Linked DNA regions of Mus musculus: region 2 is linked to region 1. The links are chromatin contacts, called in public promoter capture Hi-C maps. All regions are on one chromosome and are shown on one strand. The core of a region is the stretch at or near the end of the contact, and the rest is flanking DNA. Distances in the headings are between cores, read along the strand shown. Region 1 holds the start of Liph (lipase, member H). Region 2 holds the start of Dgkg (diacylglycerol kinase, gamma).

Region 1 (5,901 bases), core at 1,272-3,771:
AGTTCGACACCAGGTGAGGCTCTGAATGAAAAAACTACACTAAATAAAGATGGTGATGCTAAAAGGCTGGGCTGAGGACAATAGTGACATTTGTGAATTATCCCTTAATAGGGCCATAGGAATTGAGAGCTTCTTGATCAGCTGGTGGAGAAAAAGATGGGGGCTTCCTCAGAATTCCTTTAAATTAATGCTCTTTCAGTGACTGTAAGAGTTGACCCATTTTTGTAAGTTTTAAAAACACATTTTACTTTGAAATAATTATTGGTTGGCAAGACATTTCAAAAGCAGTAGAAGGTCCTTGTGTGTACACACCCAGTTTCCCATCAGCGCAACATCTTATGAAAGTAGTAACATTCTACCAAAACCAGAAAATAGTAGACATTGGTACAACCCAGAGACTCTGTCAGCACCACATGTGCACGTGTGTGTCTCTGTGTGTGTTTCTCTGTAATCTCACTGCATGGATTTGTATGGATACCACCCAATTAAAGTACAGAAGTATTCCTCCATTGAAGGATCCCTTGCAGGGCTGGGGAGGCAGGCAGCCTGGTGGTAGAGCACCTGCTTAGCCCAAGGTCCTGGATCCCATCTCCACCCACTAAACAGATAAGAGTCCTGTGCTGACTCACATCTACACTCCTCTTCTCCCCCACCTTTGGAGGGTTTTGTTTTCCTATTGCACAGTTGGTACTTGTTATTACACTGTCAATATTTCTTACTCCTCTAAAGGAGAAAGAATGGATTCCTCCATTGCTTCTCTGCTGCATTTAATGCTGGAATGAAAACTGAGCACCCAGCCATGAGGTTAGGGGAACTTCTGTGCTCTAACCATTAATAACATCTAGAAGACCACCCTGCAGAGTGACCCTTATTCCTGTAACTGAGGATCGGATAGTTTCGCCCCTAAAGTACATTGGCTAGGTCCAGATAAGCACTTTAGACTGATGGGAACTCAACAAATACTTATCAGGTGGGTACACTGACCCAGCAGGGAGCGGCACATTCCAGGGCAGGTTCATTAAAGAGACAGAACAACTCTCTGTCCTCCAGAGCCCTTGTTTTCAAAGGAGCAAGGCTTAGAGCAAGTGCAAAGCAGAAAAGCGGGTTGAGTTGGGTTTCCTGTTTACAGTTCCTTAATTCATTTCCCGACAGGACAGAAAAGCAAAGCCCACTACAGTTCTCAAAAGGTCTAGGAGGCCCTCATTCCTCAAGTTCCTCCTGAAGCCCCCTTCTCAGGTTTTCTTTGTTTTGTTTTGGTTTGGTTTTTCAAGACACCGGGTTTCTCTCTATAGCCCTGGCTGTCCTGGAACTCACTTTGTAGACCAGGCTGGCCTCCCACCACTGCCCGGCTCCCCTTCTCTGTTCTATAGCAAGTCTTCAGAGGGGTGGGGACAGTGTCAGCTGTGTGACCTGGAAGATAGTACCTGGAGTTAGCAAGAGGCAGGAGCAATTACTTTGGCAGCAGGCATAGTGTTGAAGACTTGAGCTCACATACCTCATTTAGTCTGCATAACCCCGTGAGTCAAGAGATCTTATCTTCATTTCATGATTGAGAAAGTTGAGACACACAGAACATAAATGTTTTATTTATTGAGGCCACATACCTCTGTCAAGAAGCACTTGACACAGGCACCTCGACAATGCTAAATGACTAATGGCTTATGCCTGATGTTTGAGTGAAAATGTGGGGTTTTTTTGTTGTTAGGTTTTGTCCTTACTATTTTTAAGGTTTTCAAATACCCAGAAACTTATGATTAGGGGAATTTTCACTACAAAGAGGGTTACATCACTTTGCAGTGTATCCTGTCATTAGTGACCTGCCTTTCCATCTAGGCTAGGTACACTCTTTACTGCCAAAGTACCCTCACCCACAATAACCTCACAGAGCAGAAGGATTGGTTACTTCTAGTGTAGGCCTTAGAAAGGTTGGAAAGATGTAGATGTGTTCTTCCCCTTTAAGACGACAACTGGATGGGTGAGATTGCACAGCGGGTAAAGGTGCTTGTCCCCAGGCCTGACCCCAAGACTATGCAACGGAAGGACAGGGACTGCAACCCACACTCACCTGCCACACTCAGTAAATAAAATGCAAAAATAAAAACTCAGTTATGAGGGAGACCAGGACTCTGGATGAGAAGTAAGCAAGCTAAGTACAACTCTGAAGCATAGAGAGATTCGTAAATTAGGCTGTATAGCTGAACTCAATGAAATGTTTTTAATAAAAGTCTAAAGACAGCTCTGTGGAGACCTTGGAGTTAACATGAACGTGGCTTTGTATACATAGTGGCGATAGGAGAATACTGACCCGGATTTGTCATCCGGGATTCATTCATAAAGGAAAAGGATTCCAAATGAGGTTGATTTCAACACACCAAGCCAAACAGCTAGGAAACCGCCCACGAAGAAGGAAACCTTTTACTCGGCATCCTTCAAATGCAAATGACACATTAACATATGCACCAATTGTGCAAGCAGAAAGTCCCAGACCTTTTATTGCAAAGAGGAGGAGCCAAAGATCCTGACAGGACTAACAGGGCCACAGAGCCTCCCTCGGGGACTTCCTGTTGTCACGGACTCACTCGCTTCGAGAAAGCCAGACTTCAGGGTGGGACGCGGGAACGCGGGAACGCCAGGCTCTGTGCGGAGTGCGACACGTCCTCGTGTTTGGGGCACATGATCTCTTGAGGTTCCCTATGCTGAGGCTATGTTTTTTCATCAGTTTCATGTGCTTGGTGAAATCAGGTAGGTCATTTAGCCAATGTCTTTAAGAAGTATTAGTGGACGTCAAAGTTCTATGTGAGCATATTTGAGGCCAGGAGCTATGGGTAAAATGAGCTTCCTTATGGTGATTTTTTTTTTTCCCTCTCAACCATAGATCAAACCCTTATCTCTTGAGTTAACTTGAAAAGGCTAAGGGTAGTATTAATTTTTTCTTAGTTAAATTGTGTCTTCTGACCTACATAAAATTAAATAACTTATTTTTTGAAACTGTAAAAATTTATTTTGTGATGTTTACGTAGAGAAGTCTCTCTCTCTCTCTCTCTCTCTCTCTCTCTCTCTCTTTCTCTCTCTCCCTCTTTTTTTGTTTTTTCGAGACAGGGTTTCTCTGTGTAGCCTTGGCTGTCCTGGAACTCACTCTGTAGACCAGGCTGGCCTCGAACTCATTTTCTCTTTTTTTGTTTTATATTTTTTTGCAATGGTAAATTTGTATACTTTCGTGTATTTATTTAGGTGTATTTAAACCACTGTTACAAAAATAATAATTTCATATAAATAAATTCCTTATAATAGTATGTGATATATTTATATCTTAAAAATTATTAATTGCCAGGCCATGGATGTAGTTCAGTCATAGAATATATGCCTAGTATGTATAACATTCTGGGTTCAATTTCTAATACAAGGAAAGATAATAAAATCAAAATGAAAATATGAATCTCCGTGTTGAGATAGCAAACCTGAAGGGAAATGTACTTCTCAGTCCTTCCTGGAACCCACTTCCGTCTCACACAAAGCTTGTGACTGTGAATTCTGACATAAGTTGTATTTGTTTAAGACAGGGTTTCTCTGTGTAGCCCTGGCTGCCCAGAACTTACAGTGTAAACCAGGCCAGTCTTGAACTCACTGGGGTAAAGGTGTTCACCACTACACCCAGCCTTGAAATAACTGTTTAAAGGGCAGGGGGCAGATATCAGACCTGCAGACCACTCATGCTCCACAGCTTCTAAAAATGGCACACGCTGTTTGCTCTACGGAAGTAACCTTAGGTGGAGGCAGCGCAGATGGTGCTAGGTCCTTTTAAACCTATGGCCTTAACACACTACTGAGTTATGTTCCCAACTGCAAGAATAACGCAAACAAACAAACAAACAAACAAACTGGAAACCTTAAATGCAGACTAGATATGGTAGAAATGTCTCTACTCCAGGACTGGGTAAGGTTTCAGATATCAAACTGTTTTCCATTACATTTGTTAACTTATTTCATATGTTTGGGCACACAAGCCACAGGGCACATGTGGAGGTCAGAGTGCAGCATGTAGGAGCTGGTTTTCTACTCCCACTGTGTGGTACTGGCTCCAACTCAGGCTGTCGGGCTGTCAGTTGCCTTGACCCACCGAGCCGTCTTGCTGGTTCCAGTATTAAACTGGTTGTTAAAGAAAGTGATCTTTGGTGCTGAGAAGATGGCTTAGGGGAAAAAGCGCTTGCCGGACAAGTATGAACCCACATAAATGCCTAAGGGGTATGAAGTCCCACACAGGAACTCTGCGGGCAGGGACAGAGGATCCCTAAGCCAGTGGACCAGTGGAATCAGAGAGCTCTAGGCTCCAATGAGAGACCCTGCCTCAGTTCATAAGCTGGGAGGTGATTGAAGAAGACACCTGCCAAACGCTGAGAGCCTCTGCATACATAAGCACAGTCGTACGTGTACACACACACACACACACACACACACACATATGTGAACATGCGTACACACAAACACACACACCACACACACATAGGAGTGCCAGGACGAGGGAAAGGAAAATAACTGTTCAAATAATTCTGAGGCCTTTTCAGAAATGCTCCAACATGTTTTAGAATTAATTCAAAAGGGGCTAGGGAGATGGCGAGTGGGTAAAAGAGATGGCAAGTGGGTAAAAGCGCCAATTGTATAAGCTTGGTGAACTGAGTTGGATCCTCCAAACCTCCGGAGAGGTGAAGGGAAACACTAGCTCCTCACGTATGAGCTGTGACATGCAAGGGCATGTGTGCACTCACACACAATGCTAAAGAAAATGTAAAAAATTTAAAAATAAAATAATGCAAAGGATAAGACGGTAGAAGTCAATTTTGTAAACTGATGTAAGTATGCTAATAGGTGAAGCTTAGACTCTAACTAGAAAATGTATAATAATTATATTAGGATTTACTTCCAGCCCACCTTGAATGCACTGTTTCAAGTCTTTGTATAATCCTATGGGTAAATAGTATTTTCCCAGCCCATCATTGAATCAACAGTTGCTAACTTTTTTTAAAAAGATTTATTTATTATATATAAGTACACTGTTGCTGTCTTTCAGACACCCCAGAAGAGAGTGTCAGATTTCATTACGGATGGTTGTGAGCCACCATGTGGTTGCTGGGATTTGAACTCAGGACCTCTGGAAGAGCAGTCAGTGCTCTCAACCACTGAGTCATCTTTCCAGCCCCCAGTTGCTAACTTTTTGACATCTGTGTGCCAAGGCTCTGGAAACCTCATAGGCATCACTTATAATTCTTAGAGCAATCCTGACAGTCTGGGCCTTAGGGTAAAGTGGGTGAGAATAACGTTCCCCAGAAAAACATCCGCTGGGCGGTGGTGTCGCACACCTTTAATCCCAGCACTTGGGAGGTAGAGGCAGGAGGATTTCTGAGTTCAAGGCCAACCTGGTCTACAAAGTGAGTTCCAGGACAGCCAGGGCTACCCATCCAAGGAGCAGAGGGACCAAAACTCAGATATCAAGATAAGTGATTTTTTAAAATTTTCTTTGAGATTTCATTTTAAGTGTTTTCCTGAATGTAGTATGTGTACCATGTGCATGCAGTGTTCATAGAGATCAGAAGAGGGCTTCTGATCTGAGACTGGATTAATGGTTACTTGTGAGCCACCATGTGGGTGCTGGGAGTCAAACCCAAGTCCTCAGGAAGAGTGGACAGTGACTTTAACCACTGAGCCATTCACCCACTGAGCCCTCTACCCTTCCAATAAGCAATATTTAAAAGTGTTGCAGGGGGCTGGTGAGATGGCTCAGTGGGTAAGAGCACCCGACTGCTCTTCCGAAGGTCCAGAGTTCAAATCCCAGCAACCACATGGTGGCTCACAACCATCTGTAACAAGATCTGATGCCTTCTTCTGGTGTGTCTGAAGACAGCTACA
Region 2 (5,093 bases), core at 1,151-3,650, 660 kb before region 1:
CTGCCCCATCCACATTTTGTTTTATCAGACTAGCTGTTCGTTTTGCTGCTCCTATCTCTCATGCCTTCCATACTGCTCTGACCTTCATTATGACACTTTTCCTGCATGTCACTAGAGTGGAACTCAAGCAGCCACTTCTTAGCCTCTGTCAGCAAGGCTTCTTGTACTGTAAGTACCCTGTATCTGCTTAGATGTTTAACTCAGCACCACCATTGAATCCCCCAAAGGAATCTATTCACAAACCCTCTTGTGAACACTTTTGACTTCATAAACATATTTTATAGGAACAAGCACCTATTTACCAATCTTTATAAGCATTTCTGTTCTCCAAATTCTTGCTTGGCACCCTTTGCAGAGTTTCTTATTATTATATAATAACTTCCCTAGCATGCCAAGTTGGATCGCTACACTCTACTTCTGCCTGCCTTCCCCATTTATGCTATCAAGCTTATTATTTCCTTATTGTCAAAGACAGAAAGCTCCATGTTGTCCCAACTCTTGCCTGCAGCCATGCCTTCCCTATCCAGGCTCTCCTTCAAGTTAGCCTTCTCTAGAATGAGTCCGGACTAGGGAGAGACAAATGGTTTTCTGTGACACATGTGCAACTGTGGTTGCCTCCTCAGGGATGCAATTCAGAAGAGAAGAACTGCATCTTCCACAGTCACTCAGCCCAGCACAGCAAAGACATATACAGTAAGATTACAGCTCAATGGAGATGGTGTATACAGTAAGCCTATGCCCAGTGAAGATGTATACAGTAGGCCCATGCTTGGTGAACATATATACATTAAGCCTATGCTCAAGGAAGATGTATACAGTAGGCCTGTGTTCTGTGAGTATGTGTACAGTAAGCCTGTGCTTGGGCCTGCCTTTTTAAAAGACAAGACACTAACATTTCTAAGCCCTTTCTGTCTTTCCATTCCTCTTTTCTCCCAGGTGAGGTCCATGACGGGAGTCAGTGCGAAGTGCCTGAAAAGATAGCAGGAACTTTAATAAATATTCTCGGAATGAGTAAGTCAGTACCTGACATGGAAACAAGAAGATGAAGGACAAACTCACACACGTGTTACAGAACACCCTCACACCAAGTGTGTCAGCCTGGCTGAGGGCAGCTCTGAGAAGCTACCCAGGGGCCCTGGATCAAAGAATGGATTGTGGATGAAGTGTGAGCACAGGGTATCATCCATCCATCCATTGGCTTTGCCCTTATCATCATGCGGAAGGAAGTGTAAGAGCTCTCAGGACTTCTGTTCTGTCTTGGTTCCATCACCCCCTGCTAGTGGCCAGGGATGAGTTAACCACTGGGTCTTTCAGTGCTTTTCAACAGTCACGTCTGCAGCTTCCTCCCCAGATGCCTAGACACACAGTCCCCTGCTCCTCTGCGTTCCGAAAAAAAAGCTTTTCTTGGCTGCAGTTCCACACAGGGACCTCCACTGCCCACTGGCAGAAGAGAATTCTTGGCTGTGGAAACGGGTGAACTCCACATATTTTACAGATGAGAGTAAACTCCTGGTGACTCTAAATGTGGTGTGAAACTGACAAAAGTCATTCTGTTGAAATAACATCGCCGCTGCTGCCACCCTACGCAGACACCCGCGTCATGGAAAGAAAAGGTCCCACAGGTCCCCGTGCCTCTGCCACTGCAGCCTCTTGGGCCTTATCCTCAATCCCACGTCATTTTCTCTAATTTTCTACTTTTCCTTTTTTTTTTCTAGTTCTCTTTTTTCTTGTGCATGTATATTTTGTTTGTTTTAGAAGTGTTTTATTTGTCCTGTAGGAAGACTACCCAATGTCATGCAAAGACAAAGGAGAAAAATCATAATCTTTAGTCCTGAGACCTTACCCATCCATCAGAGCCCCTTTCTGCTTAGCTAGATTGATCCCGACCATGTATGCCTGCAGAGGAGAAATAATCACCAATCTGCTGCCACTGGGTCAAGATTGTCAGAAATGTCCTTCTGGACGGGATCGATGACAATGGACATCAGAGACAGCGAGTTCCTAGAAAACAGAGAACTTGTTGATTTATTTTTATGTTAATATATTTTTCTTTGCTTTGGTTGGAATATTTAGGCAGCTCAGACCCCTAGGTTTCTAGGTTAAGGAACGTAAACAGCCAGAGGACATTGTATTTTTCAAGTAATGTCCTCTACCTTGATGTCAGCTGGTTTCTCACAGCCACCAACCAGCACTCTGACCAAAGCCCTGCCAGCCAGGAGTGCCCTGATCATGTACAGAGGTTCCCACCCAACGCATCCGTGGGTGTGCGAGTGTGCGCGCAGCACGTGTTTATGTGTGTGCACCAGTGTGTTTGTGGGGTGCGCGTGTGTCTGCGCGCGCGGGTGTGTGGCGGGGGCGGGCACTGCGCCCGGGGGGCAGGGCTCCGCAGCGAGAGTGGCAGCTGGACTTGCGATGCTGCGAGGGACAGGGTGCAGAGCCGCAGTGCCGTAGCGGGTAGCAGAGGCAGCCTTCCCTTCCAGCAGCGAAGGCGGAAGACCCCGGGGCGCCAACCCTGGTGGCTGCCTGATGTCTCCGCCCCAGAGAGGGCTGCACCGGGAGATCGCCCGGGCGCCCGCTTCGGTCCCCTTCTGTCTCTCGGTTCCTCTTTCCTCCCAAGTAAGGGAATAAGCGGCTAGGAGGGAGCGCCCCCGGCAAGCGCGCAACCAAGTGTTGCATGGTGAGGTAAGACCGCGACCGCGAACCAGGGATCACCAGTTTGGGGGGACCCGGCAGCAACTTGGAGAGCCAGGGCAAAGCAAGAGTGGGTCCCGCGATAGGGAAAGGAACTGCAGACGAGGCCCCTGCGCTCATCTTGACCGCGCCACCTGCCACAAACCCTGGCCAGAGGGGATGCGCCAGTGGACTGGGCAGGGTGGGGCCCCCTCCCTATGTGGTCGGTGCAGAAGCGAAGGTGTGCAGAGGACAAGCGGCCTTGCTTCGGGCAATTTGCTGAAGCAACTGGTCAAATGCCATCCTTTCTTACGTTGACTCCAGGGTATCCAGAGCGCGGCACAGGGAACCCGAGGGCTGCGGGGAGCAGAGAATGTCTTTCTGCTGTCTGGCCGCCAGAGCCTCTGACAGTCTCGCAGGGTTCTGAGACTTTGGGACACTCCAAGTTCAAAGCCTCTAGGGTGGTGGGTTTAGAGAGAAGCTGAAGAGAATACAGACACCTTGGCAAATAAAAGGGGTAGCGTCGTGGGAATCTAATATCGGCCTGTTTCTTTTGGGTCACAAGACCTGTCTGTGTTGGTATCTCTATAAGGGAACCTCCAGAATTACCTGTGGGGCTGTGAGGCCGTGGGACATACACGAGAACTCCTCAAGACCCCCGCACACATATCTCCTGATGTCTCTTTCTTCAGAACTAGTGAACTAGAATTTGAGGAGGGGGCTGTGGAGCTCGTAAAAGCCCTACAGGTGATTCAGGGGCTCTGCCTCCATCCCTGCTGTGGACAGGGAAGAAAAGCACCATATGCAAGCAGTCCCGTTGTGCAATTCTGGGTAGCTAGGTAGCGGAGAGACCCCTCCCTCAGTCGCCGGGGGTGGGAGGAGGAGGGCACCAGGAGGGTCTGCTGAGGGGCCAGATGACATGTGACTGAACCACAGTGGCGTTCAAGAGTGCTGGGTGGACCTGCGGACTCACTTGTCCCGGCTGCTAGATTATCTGTCCGTGCCTCATTAGCATACGATGGCCTCCCTGTGGGGAGCAGGACCTAGGAGAACTGTTTGTCAAGCTTTCGGTTCGGGGCCTTAGGGGACACATCATAGATCTAGAGATGTACAATGACCACCTCCAAACATCATGAGGGACAGTAGTCTGCCCTTCTGGTCTGGAAGGGGACATCGACTTTGTTATCTTGGTGCCTGGGATTCAGTGTTCATAAAACGCAGCTTCAGGATCCACTTGCTGGAGTACAGGGTATCCCCACAGTCAACAAAGGACTGAAGGAGTGACATTGGCTCACGGGGCAAACATCAGAAAACAAATGTGTGTGAGAACACACACACACACACACACACACACAGAGAGAGAGAGAGAGAGAGAGAGAGAGAGAGAGAGAGAGAGAGAGAGAGAGACTGTTTACAACTATAACCTTCTCAGTCTATGGGTGTCCCCTAACATGGGAAGATGTTTCTTGCTTAAAGGGTTGTATTTGCCAGAAATTTTACTTTGAATATAAATTATACTCATTAAATAAAACAGCTGCAACTAAGCTAATTTCCTGTGGTGCTTCTGGTCTGATCTAAGCGCCTCCCCACCCCCATCCCTTTAACATGTAACTCCAGCCACCTAGGCATTACCGTTTCCGGGAAAGATCTGAAGGTGGTGTGTGTATGTGTCCCATGTTTCTGTGTGTATGTACATGCCCCGCGCCTGTGTGTGCATGTTCAATATCTGTGTGTATGTATCCCATACTTCTCTCTATGTGCATGCCTCCCGATTTGTATACATGTTGTGTGTGTGTACTCGCACAAGAGAGAGAGGGAGAAGGGGGGAGGGGAGATCCTCTATCACTTTCCACCTTATTTTTAGAGACAGGGTCTCACTAAACATGAAGCTGACTGATTCAGCCAGACTGGCTGGGCACGAAGCCTGGGAACCCTCCTATCTCTGCCTTCTCCGGGCTGAGCCACAGCTGCCTTGCCCTGCTTGGCACATTGTGTGAGGACTGGAACTCAGACCTGCCATGCCTAAGCCACAGATATTTGACTGATGAGCCACCTCCCCAGCTCCCATTCACTTGATGTTTTTATGTAGTCTCTTGTTCAGATCAACCAAAATTATGAGGGGAAAAAAAATAAACATCTGAGCAGCTTGGAATGTAGAGTCTCCTCCTGTGGAAGGTGGAAGAAACTCCTATGACCCCAGCTTCTCAGCTGCCCACCACACACCTCACCAACAAGCGTCAAGGACCCCCATCCCCCGCTCCACATATCCTGTCCCTCCTTGGGACCCAGCAGTTGTGAGACTTTGTGTCTGCCAAGGCTGGCCCCAGCTCCTCCCCTGGAAGGGAAAGGGGAAGTGCTGTTTCATTGTGGGTAACATTCTTTTTTTAAAAATATCATATTGTATTACAACATCATGATAGACT

The links. Promoter capture Hi-C pulls out the DNA fragments that hold promoters and counts their contacts.
Region 2: a promoter capture Hi-C map of stem cell-derived epiblast-like cells shows a contact between it and region 1, with 2.6 times the contacts expected there. The contact joins the promoter of Dgkg here to the promoter of Liph in region 1. A contact is called at or near these places in 1 of 39 promoter capture datasets (stem cell-derived epiblast-like cells), 1 of 484 Hi-C or Micro-C datasets (LSK cells) and 1 of 115 datasets of contacts at active chromatin or transcription factors (bone marrow-derived macrophages).

Annotation. Positions count from the first base shown.
Region 1 is chr16:21,992,162-21,998,062 of GRCm38.p6, reverse strand. Liph (lipase, member H) reads left to right here and starts at 2,521. Exons shown (of 10, transcript NM_001083894.1): 1 at 2,521-2,742. The coding sequence starts at 2,694.
Region 2 is chr16:22,654,538-22,659,630 of GRCm38.p6, reverse strand. It overlaps Dgkg (diacylglycerol kinase, gamma), which reads left to right and starts at 2,400. Exons shown (of 25, transcript NM_138650.2): 1 at 2,400-2,682.